Linked DNA regions of Callithrix jacchus: region 1 is linked to region 2. A link is a contact called in public Hi-C data. All regions are on one chromosome and are shown on one strand. Each heading gives the region's core, a stretch centred on a gene start, on an enhancer-like site or on the middle of the called end of the contact. The rest is flanking DNA. Distances are from core to core; before and after follow the strand shown.

Region 1 (5,932 bases), core at 2,628-5,127, 280 kb before region 2:
CCCTCCCCGGGAACACTGCCTCCTTCTCTCCTGGCAGCTCATACACTTCAAGCCTAAATGCTTCCCTTAGGCCCCTACCCACATTTGCTATGAACCAGTCAGGACCTTGAAGAAGGCGGGCCTGAAGGTTGCCTAGGTAACTCTGGGAGAGGAGCACCCTTGGCAGGAAGACAGTTGCCAGGGAGACTAGGACAGTGGGCGGGGCCCCAACCTTGGTTAGCGTGTACTAGGATAAGGAAAGATCTAATGTCCAGATCCCTCCAAACTTCATTTCTATAAAACTACCAGTGTCCCATTTTCAGGCCGTCTCGGGTAGCTGGAGTTCTGAAGCTCCTAAAAGAAACCTCCCAGGGGTTAGATCCAGCGGATCCCAACTGGACCAAACTTGAGGGAACTCAAGGAAAAAGGCAGGATCTAGGAGGCACTGGAGATAGGACAAGCCTTAATGCATTATGATATAGAACTTTTCGGACTAAAAGTCTCAAATGAAAATATACAACATAGGCAAAAATAAAACCCTTAAACCGTGGTTTTAGTACCACCTCCAAGGAGCTGATATTCCAGATTCTACCATCAGATGGCAGTCTTGTCCACTTATTGGATTAAGTCCAGTCTTGGAAACTGAGGAGGCTATTAGGAGATAGAAGTCCTTTCTGTCTAAAATGTTCCTGACTCCAGTTCCCTGTGTTTGTCAGATACCAGTAACCCCTCATATACACAGAAACACCATTTTCTTCCCCCCACCTAATTCTGATAAACTTCACTTAGCAGGGCTCATTCATTCTTTATTCAAAGCGGCTGAGGAATACTTTGGTGAAAAAGTTCTCGCTCTCTCTGGTCTCACAGGGTGAGGGTTGTAAGTTGGGATAGTAATAACTAATGCATTTAGAACAGTTTGTCAGACATTTAATCCTCATAACCTTATGAAATAGATACAATAGTGTTATCCTCGGCCAGGCACAGTGGCTCATGCCTGTAATCCCAGCACTTTGGGAGGCAAGGCAGGTGGATCACTTGAGGTCAGGAGTTCGAGAACAGCCTGGCCAACATGGTGAAACCCTGTCTCTGCTAAAAATACAAAAATTAGCCGGACATGGTGGCGCATGCCTGTAATCCCAGCTACTCGGGAGGCTGAGGATAGGAGAATCACTTGAACCTGGGAGGCAGAGGTTGCAGTGAGCCAAGATCTCGCCACTGCATGCCAGCCTGGGTGACAGAGCAAGACCCTGTCTGTCTGTCTGTCTGTCTCTCTCTCTCTCTCTCTCTCTCTCTCGATATATATATATATATCCCCATCTTACAGGTGAGGGATCTGAGGTATAAAGAGGTTTAATAACTTGTCCAAGTTCACACAACCAGAAAAGGGAGAGAGCTGCGACTTGAGCCCAGCCAGCCTACTACTAGTCTAGAAGCTAAGCGATTCATCTCCATATCTCATAGAATGGTGCAGATGTATCTGGGAGAAGCAGCTGCTCTAGACCTGGAGTCAGGAAAGGATTCTTGGATGGCATCCATACTGAGGCCTGAAGAAAGAGTAAATCTGGCCAAGAGACTGGTGGGTGGGAAGGAGTGGAAGTAGTAGGGGAGTTGTTCTAGGAAGAAGAAACAACCTGTTCAAAGATTCAGAAATGATCAAGGGGACGAGGGTGGAACATGACATTCAGGCTTCTAGCCTGGATGACTGCCATTCACTAAAATGAAAAGCTGCAGGATGGGACACATTTTAGGGAGAAAGAAGGAGTTCTCTGTTTAACCTGTGATGTCTGAAGTGCCTTGAAACATCCAGATTAAGATAGGAGGCATCTGGCCTAGAGTTCTGGCTGATTCTGTTTGTTTATCTAGTGTTCTTTCTTTCTCTGTTTTTTTGTTTGTTTTTGTTTTAGGTGGAGTCTTGCTCTGCAGTCCAGGCTAGAGTGCAGTGGCACGATCTTGGCTCACTGCAACCTCTGCCTCCCAGGTTCAAGTAATTTTCCTGCCTCAGCCTCCTGAGAAGCTGGAACTACACCAGTTGGGATAGCCGAGCCACCGCACTAGGCTCAGTTTTGTATTTTCAGTAGAGACGGGATTTCACCATGTTGGCCAGGCTGGTTTTGAACTCCTGACCTCAGGTGATCTGCCTTTCTTGGCCTGCCACAGGCTGGGATTACAGGCCCGAGCCACCTCACTGGGCCCAAACATTTTCAATTTGCCTATTGCTCCAGGGCTTTCAGATCCAGAAATAAGCCTGGAAAACCTGAAGTCAGAAGTTAGGCACCTTCAAGACATTTTTTTTTTGAGATGGAGTTTTGCTGTTGTTACCCAGACTGGAGTGCAATGGCGCTATCTCGGCTCACCGCAACCTCTGCATCCTGGGTTCCAGCAATTCTGCCTCAGCCTCCCGAGTAGCTGGGACTACAGGCGCGCACCACCATTCCCAGCTAATTTTTTATATTTTTAGTAGAGACAGGTTTCACCTTGTTGACCAGGATGGTCTCAATCTCTTGACCTCGTGATCCACCTGCCTCGGCCTCCCAAAGTGCTGGGATTACAGACTTGAGCCACCGCGCCCGGCAAGACAGTTTTTTAAATTTTAGTACTCTTCTACTCTGCCCTCTGGCTGTGCCCAGATTCACACCTGAAGACTAGTGTTGGTCCCACATCTGCATTTCATCTCGTGCTTCTGAGTGCAGACTCCTCTCCCATCCTCACCCTTGCAACCTCCAGCCCCTTCTCAGACTTCTAAGACCCTGCAGATCCAAAAACATAGCTAGAAATCCAGAGATCCAGATAATTCTTCAAGTATAGCAGCCTCTAGCCGGCTCCTCCCACCCCTTCCCCAGTGGCCTCCAGCTCCTGCCTTTTCCACCCGGCTGATTCCCTTAGTCCTGTTAAGCTCCAATTTCAAGCTCACAGTCTTCCCAGCTCTATGTCTTCCCGTTTCAGTTCTTCACACCACCTCTCCACCTTCTTAGGTCGTCCCTGGCCTCTTCCTCTCTTAGTCCCCTTAATCCCCCTGATGAGCCTAGCCTGATGCTTCCTTCCATGGCTTCTTTGAGCATCTTTGAGCTACCTCTGGTAGCTAGAGCTCCTCTAGGCTCAAGTTCTCCACCTCTGTCCCCTGGGCTCTCTGTGCTCCCACCAAGGCTGACTCTGGTGCCTCCTTCTCTGAGGAGTTTCTGCCTTTCCTCCCCCTAACCCCCTACCAGTCCCCTGCACCTGCCTCCTCAGGGCCTCCCTTGGTATCTCCCTGTCTATGCCCCCTCTCCTCTCCTGTCCTGATTTCTCTCCACTGCCCCCTTCCCCGTCTTTCCCAGGGCACTGTTCTGTCCTGTCAGTTCCTCTGCTCTTGTTCCCATCTCCTGACCCTTAATCTTTGTGATCTGGCTCCGTAGACCCCTGTCTCCCCCTGTCTAGTGGTACTCCTCTGCTAACCATTTTTATCTCCACTCTAACTCTCCCACTAGCTGTCCCAGTCTTTCTCCTCCTTGGTTCTGTGTCTCCCACAGACACACTGTTTCCCTCCCTAGCTAGGTCTCTCTGCGTCTTTTCCATAACTCTTCTTTTCCTCCTTTGTCTCTCCCTCTCTCTCCTCCTCTTCCTATCTGTCTGTCTCTTTCCCCTTTATCTCTCTGATTCTCCTTGGTCTCTCTGGCTCTGACTTTCCCTCTATATCCGCCCCCCACCCCACCCCTCATATCTCTGTCTCTTCATCTCTCTTTGGCGCGCGCTCGCTCGCTCTCTCTCTCTCTCTCTCTCTCTATTCCTCCGCTCTCTCCGGCTCCCTCTCTCGCCTCGAATGACAGCGCTGCCTCTTTTGTTGGCTCCGCAGCCAATCGCGGCCGCTGACGACACGGGGGCCGGGGCTATAAAGGGCCTGGCCCGGACTCGGGCCCCCCCAGCCGCCCGCCCCGGCCGCCCGCCCGCCCCGCCCGCGCGCCCGCCGCCCCCGGCCCCCCGGGTCCCCCCTCGGCCGGGCAGCCCCCAATCCCGCGCCGCCCGGACCCCCTCCTCTTCCCTCCCTCCTCCCCCCGCCCCCTCCCCGCGGGACTCCGGCGTCCCCGCCCCCCAGTCCTCCCCTCCCCTCCAGCATGGTGCTCGCGGCCCCGCTGCTGCTGGGCTTCCTGCTCCTCGCCCTGGAGCTGCGGCCCCGGGGGGAGGCGGCCGAGGGCCCCGCGGCGGCGGCGGCGGCGGCGGCGGCGGCGGCGGCGGCGGCAGGGGTCGTGGGGGAGCGCTCCAGCCGGCCAGCCGCGTCCGTAGCGCCCGAGCCGGACGGCTGCCCCGTGTGCGTGTGGCGGCAGCACAGCCGCGAGCTGCGCCTGGAGAGCATCAAGTCGCAGATCTTGAGCAAACTGCGGCTCAAGGAGGCGCCCAACATCAGCCGCGAGGTGGTGAAGCAGCTGCTGCCCAAGGCGCCGCCGCTGCAGCAGATCCTGGACCTACACGACTTCCAGGGCGACGCGCTGCAGCCCGAGGACTTCCTGGAGGAGGACGAGTACCACGCCACTACCGAGACCATCATTAGCATGGCCCAGGAAAGTAAGTGGGCTGCGGGGCGCGAGCAGTGGGGTGCTGGCTCTGGCCCCCACGAAGGGCGCCTTCTGCTTCTAAGCGGGGCACTCCCTGCTGCCCCTGCCCGGAAGCTTTTTCTGCTAAAACTTGACGAATTAGGGAGCAGGGGCTACTCCATAGAAGTTTTTCGAGCAGTGGAGATGGGCTGCAAAGTTGTATGCACGCCCAGTTCCCGAAGGTTGGAGCGGGGGGGTAAATGGGGCGGGTTTCGAGATACTGCCTTCCACCCCAGTATGCGAAAAAGACCCTTGTTGGAGTCCGGGGACGCTGGGGCTGGGCAGCTAGTCTGTCCTGAAGAGCCGTGATGGGGAGGCTGGAGAACAGAATCCGGAGGCTTCGGGAACCCGGCAACCCCAGCTATGCTCTCTGCCTCCCAATGGCCCTGGCGCTGACTCCTCACTCCGTGCTCTGTCGGCATCGTGTCCATCGGGTGCAGAGAACTGTGTGCTCTGCTCTCTTCCTTTCCCAGGAATAGGGTCCCATAACCTTTACACCTCCTGGCAGCCCAGCTGGCACGCTTTTCATCCTGAGCCTTGTCTCATACCGGGTATCGCAAGGAGCCGGAAAAACTGTGCCTTATTGATACCGACCGAGCTCAGAGAACTCAACTCCATTGCGCTGGGGGCTAAGGACACTCATTGGCTACTCAAACCTTAGTGTTCCATCCCTTATTCGCCCACTCGTTCTGGACTTGAGCGATAGGAAGACCTAGGACTACCTATCTATAGGTAAGACTAGATAGGTAGTCCTAGGTCTTCCTATCTCTCAAGTCCTATCTAGTACTACCACAGCTGGACTTGAGAGATAGGAAGACCTAGGAAAAAAAGATAAAGAAATAGATGGGGGAGCGGGAACCCAGGCATCGGAGTCCCTGACCAAAAGGAAGATGAACATATAATAGACATGAGCTGCTTTGAAATTTTATGGCCTGGAAAATCCAAGGGAATACTACACCCCGCCACCTTTCCAGCTCTCCCTAGGGTCAGGTGACTCCTTCTTCTCCCCCACCCCACTGAGGTCTCCCCCTCCGCCCAACTCCAGGGAACCAGGCCTCTCTTATTCCCTAGCGGTTTGGCAAGGTCCCTCCCCACACACACACCCCCCACAGCCCCCTGCAACACACACACAGTTTGGTTTTATGACTGTGAACAGAAGACGGGGGAGACTGGTTTATTGGCAGATGGGTCATAAAAAGCTGGGGGCTGAGGGGCGTCCCAGTGGCCAACCCCCATGGAAGAGGCACAGGAACCCAGGTGTGCATCTGGGAGGCTGAGTGCCTCACATTGCCACTGGTATTTCTGCAGACCTCAATTCCACAGGACTTGGTCAAGGCTGTTAAATTCAAAGAACCAGGAAACTAACTGGGTGTGGGGGTGGGAGGCAT
Region 2 (5,237 bases), core at 338-2,837:
ATCTTTATTTTTTTAATTTTGTTTTTGTTTCTGGGTTGGTTGGTTGTTTTCGTTTTTTTTACGGAGTTTTGCTCTTGTTTCTCAGGCTGAAGTGCAGGGGCTCAATGATCTTGGCTCACCGCAACCTCTGCCTCCCGGGTTCAAGTGATTCTCCTGTCTCAGCCTCCTGAGGAGCTGAGATTACAGAAGCCCAACACTATGCCTGGCTAAATTCTTCGATCTTTTTTTTTTTTTTCTTTCTTTCGAGACGGAGTTTCACTGTTGTTACCCAGACTGGAGTGCAATGGCACGATCTCGGCTCACTGCAACCTCCGCCTCCTGGGTTCAAGCAAATCTCCTACCTCAGCCTCCCAAATAGCTGGGACTACAGGCACGCGCCACCATGCCCAGCTAATTTTTGTATTTAATTTTTGTATTTTTGGTAGAGATGGGGTTTCACCTTGTTGACCAAGATGGTCTCGATCTCCTGACCTCGTGATCCACCCGCCTCGGCCTACCAAAGTGCTGGGATTATAGGCGTGAGACACCGCGCCCGGCCATTCTTCAATCTTTAAAGTGAGGATAATAACAGTACCTACCGGCCGGGCGCAGTGGCTCACGCCTGCAACCCCAGCAATTTGGAAGGCCGAGGCGGGTAGATCACGAGGTCAGGAGTTCGAGACCACTGCGGCCAACATGGTGAAACCCCATCTCTACTTCAAATTTAGTTGGGTGTGGTGGCAGGCGCCTAAAATCCCAGCTATTCGGGAGGCTGAAGCCGGATAATTGCTTGAACCTGGGAGGCAGAGGTTGCAGCGAGCCGAGCCGAGATCGTGCCACTGCACTCCAGCCTGGGTGACAGAGGAAGCCTCCGCCGGCAGGTGGTGGGGTGGGAGGGACATAGCACTTACCTATAGGCTTGCTGAAAGTTAAATGGGTTAATATTTATAAAGGCTCTTACCACAGTGCCAGGCATTGTGCCCACGGGTCCAGAGATAAAAAGACGAATGAGAAATAGCCCCAGCCTCAATGCACTTCGTTGTGGGGTTTTCTCCTTATTGGAAGGAGGGATTCACAAAATGTTTCTCTCATGTTTTCCTCTTCGTAATCCTACACCTACCTAGTAGCAAGACTGTCAGAGAAATGAGCCGAGGGCGTCCCCCGGTGGCGCAGCGTCGCCTTCGGTCTAAGGACTTGGGGCCAGGGGGGCCTCTTGGCTTCGCACTACAACTCCCACCAGGCATCTCTCCTTCTCTGGCCTCTAATAGGGAGTGCGTCTTGTAGTCCAGCGCCGGGCAACTTCCGCGCCTACCGTCGCGTAAACCGGAAAAACTGCACCGCTCAGAATTGTGTCCGGGTCGACGCGGCGCGAGGCTTGTTGGGAGACGCATAACACCGATTTTCTTCCGCCAGCCGGCTAAATAGTCCCATGTGCACGTTGTTCCACGGATAAGTAAACGCTAGGAACGCCTTCCAACCCTGTATTTCAGTAGAAATGCTAAACGTAAAGGAATATTTGAGTAAAGTGAGTTGCCATTCTTGACGCCTGTCACCTACGGTGTGCGCGTAGGGATCTCTCAATATATAAGAGGGCCCTGCCGCTTGTCGCATTCTTTCTCCGCTGAGAGCTTCCAAGATGGTGAGTCCTACTGCGTGGTAAGCGTGGGGGTCGGGTGCGGACTCTGGGATTGTAGAGATTGGAGATCCTCGAGCACGGCTGAGGAGTGGGTAGAGTGTACGTTTGCCCCGGGGCTTGGTGGGATTTGCGGAGGAACAGGAGATCCGAGCAGCGCCTTCCTGGAGGCTCCCAGTGCGGCTTGTAGCCAGAAAGAGCATGAGGCTGGGTAAGTTGCGCGGCCTTCCTAACAGGTTTTCCATCCTGATGTAGACAAAGAAAAGAAGGAACAACGGTCGTGCCAAAAAGGGCCGCGGCCATGTTCAGCCTATTCGCTGCACGAATTGTGCCCGATGCGTGCCCAAGGATAAGGCCATTAAGAAATTCGTCATTCGAAACATAGTGGAGGCCGCAGCAGTCAGGGATATTTCTGAAGCGAGCGTCTTTGATGGTAAGTGAGCCACTGGCGAGAACTGCGTGAGGCTCTCAGTATCTAAAAGCCTTTCCCGAACCTCGACTTATTTACAGGCTCCGTTCGTTGGAGCCTCTCAGGCAATTTCCACGTATTTAAGGTGGTTGCTGGTAGAAGAGAACAGTGTAGTATATTTTCTTGTTTGTTGTTTTGATTCTTCTCTGGGCAGGGGGTGACTTTTTGTGATACAGCACACAGCCTTTACTGTGAGGTAAAAGTTCGCCTGTTTCGGGTCTGAGGTTCCAAAAAACACTAGGAATTTGGTAAATTTGACAATTCTTGTATTATTGATTATTTGTAGAGAGCAAAGTTCAGGGTAGGCATTAGGGCTGGTGTAGCTGTTGAAGGAACTGGATTCTCGGTTTGTTGCATTCAAAGTGTCAGTCTGGTCCTTGTAGTGTTAAGATGAACTCACGTGGGATGTTACTCATTTGTAAAACTTAGGGTTGTACGTCAGCTGCTTTGGGGGTACTTTTGTGTGCCTGACAGGCATTTAAATAAGTTTGGCTTTACTTGATGTAAATATGGCAGATGCTGTTGGTTCGCGTAACAAAAAAGCAATGTAGGTATATGATACCAGTATAACTATTTTCTATTCCTTAGCCTATGTACTTCCCAAGCTCTATGTGAAGCTACATTACTGTGTGAGTTGTGCAATTCACAGCAAAGTAGTCAGGAATCGATCTCGTGAAGCCCGCAAGGACCGAACACCTCCACCCCGATTTAGACCTGCGGTGAGTATTTTAAAAGGAGACTGGAAGCCAGGGCAGTGATGGTTTAAATTAAGATCTTTGCCTCAGGTTAAGGTGTAGGCAGATGAGACCCACGCCTAAACATGCTTATTAGAGACACTGCAAAGCAGTGTTAGAATCAGAATTGGTTTTCAGTGTTCTGCCTCCACCTCTACCAGCTTCCAATGCATTTGTAGCTTGAATACATTGAGAGGATGGTGTCAAGTTATTTGAGGGAAGGAAGTCTTGGATTCATGGTTTTTAATTTATTCTTTTGTTTTTGCTTTTTTTCTTCGCTGCAGCACAGAACAAATTCACTCTTCTTTTTGTCTTTCAGGGTGCTGCCCCACGACCCCCACCAAAACCTATGTAAGGAGCTGAGTAAAAGACTGAAGATAACTATTCTCTGGAGAAAAATAAAATGGAAATTGTACTTGATATTGCTTATTAAGTGTATCTGTGCCAGATAGGGTGGGGATTTTGTGTGTGTTAGACCAAGTGTGAAATAACAAGCAGTATTTTCGTGGGGAAGAAAGCTTATTTATGTAATCAATTTTTTGTTGTTGGTGGTGGGGAGGGGTGGGAGATGTAGTCTTGCTCTGTTGCCCAGGCTGGAGTGCAATGATGCTATCTCAGCTCGTTGCAACCTCTGCCTCCTGGGTTCAAGCGATTCTCCTGCCTTGGCTTTCCAAGTAGCTAGAATTAGAGACATGTGCCATCACACCCAGCTAATTTTTTGTATTTTTAGTAGAAATAGGGTTTTACCATATTGGCCAGGCTGGTCTGGAACTCCTGACCTCAGATAATTAACCCCTTAGGCTTCCCAAAGTGCTGGGATTACAGGTGTGAGCCATCTTGCCTGGCTATTCATTTAATAAACCTTGTTTGCAGTCATATCCTTGGCTTCACAACTTGCTGTGTGAAATAAAAAGTTGAGGCACCTGTGACTGTTGCATTCATTCAACTGCGTCAATTTTAAGTTGACATTCTAAAACTGGGTACAAATTAGGAGAATAAGGAAAAACAGTTGAGAGAGGAGCATATTGTGAAGTGACTGAAAATTGAGGTGTTATACCCCTGGAGGGGGACTTGAATAGTAGGTGGCTGTCTTAAGGATAGCGTCAGAGCCTAAAAGGATTCATGTTCAGATCCTTACTTTCCTACCTTGGAAAAAGTCACTAAAGACAGTTGTAGAAACCTGAGACATCCCAGGAAGTATAGAGATGGTGTGTGACAACAGTTTTGTCCTTGAATTCAGGGAAAAATAATCTATTTGGGAGTAAATCGTTCTTACTGCCAGTAAAAGGTTAAACCTATATAGTGTGGAGATTTTAAGACACTTGGGAGCTGCCTGCACTCCTGTCCCCTTTCACGCAGTTCTACCTCAACCTCCCAAATTGCTGGGATTACGTGCATGTGCCAGCTAATTTATTTTTTTGGTAGAGATGGGGTTTCACCATGTTTGCCAGGCTGGCCTCAAACTCCTGACCTCAAGTGATCCACCTACCTTGACCTCTCAAAAGTGCTGGTGGTGTAAGCCACCACACTCAGCCTAAGAAGGGTAGAGTAAGTGTGGAGGTTGTCTTGTTAATTGAATGCACTCCTCCACAAAAGTTCTAGACAGGAACTGCTGAGCTGACTTGATTATCAGTGTACCAGTGCATGTACTGGAATACCTGTGGCAAATCTTAGAGTTTTGTAAGCACATTAAATTTGGCAATATAAATCCTTTAGGGAGACTCAAGTTATCACTGTCCTTCCTTTACACTTACTACACTGTAATAACTTCATCACACCAAGGGTAAACAGGAAGTGACAAGAAAATTAGAGGTCCAAGGCAAAAATGGGTGCTGAATCTGATCCTAAATTCCAGCTTGCTCTGTATGACCAGATTCAAATACTAAATCATGGCTGTAGTTGTACTTCGAGAACTGATCAAGATTTCTCTTGAAGTGTAGAGGCACAGCCTGTCACATGGGTTCTAAACCTTTTCTGAGTTTACAAACTCAAAACATACTCTTGGTTCTAAGTACAGAGTATGCTGTTTGATTCTGTCTCCAGGAATCTCACTCTGTTGCTCAGGCTGCAATGCAGTGGCGTGATCTCAGCTCACTGCAGCTTTTACCTCACAGGTTCAAGCAATTCTGCTTCAACCACCCAAGTAGCTGGGATTACGGACTCCTGCCACCATGCCTGGCTAATTTTTTTTTTTTTTTGAGACGGAGTTTTCGCTGTTGTTACCCAGGCTGGAGTGCAATGGCACGATCTCAGCTCACCGCAACCTCTGCCTCCTGGGTTCAGGCAATTCTCCTGCCTCAGCCTCCTGAGTAGCTGGGATTACAGGCACGCACCACCATGCCCAGCTAACTTTTTTTGTATTTTTAGTAGAGACAGGGTTTTACTATGTTGACCAGGATGGTCTCGATCTCTTGACCTCGTG

Evidence for each region. Hi-C and Micro-C count contacts between places; a contact is called where the count stands out from the background.
Region 1: a contact with region 2 is called in a Hi-C map of induced pluripotent stem cells, with 4 times the contacts expected there. The contact joins the promoter of GDF11 here to the promoter of RPS26 in region 2. A contact is called at or near these places in 2 of 3 Hi-C or Micro-C datasets (induced pluripotent stem cells and skeletal muscle).

Annotation. Positions count from the first base shown.
Region 1 is chr9:63,912,219-63,918,150 of calJac240_pri, reverse strand. It overlaps GDF11 (growth differentiation factor 11), which reads left to right and starts at 3,877. Exons shown (of 3, transcript XM_002807114.7): 1 at 3,877-4,515. The coding sequence starts at 4,068. LOC128928560 (a long non-coding RNA gene) reads left to right here and starts at 5,152. Exons shown (of 2, transcript XR_008473825.2): 1 at 5,152-5,276.
Region 2 is chr9:63,633,317-63,638,553 of calJac240_pri, reverse strand. It overlaps RPS26 (ribosomal protein S26), which reads left to right and starts at 1,587. Exons shown (of 4, transcript XM_002745614.7): 1 at 1,587-1,618; 2 at 1,868-2,045; 3 at 2,670-2,800; 4 at 3,135-3,741. The coding sequence starts at 1,616. The coding sequence ends at 3,170.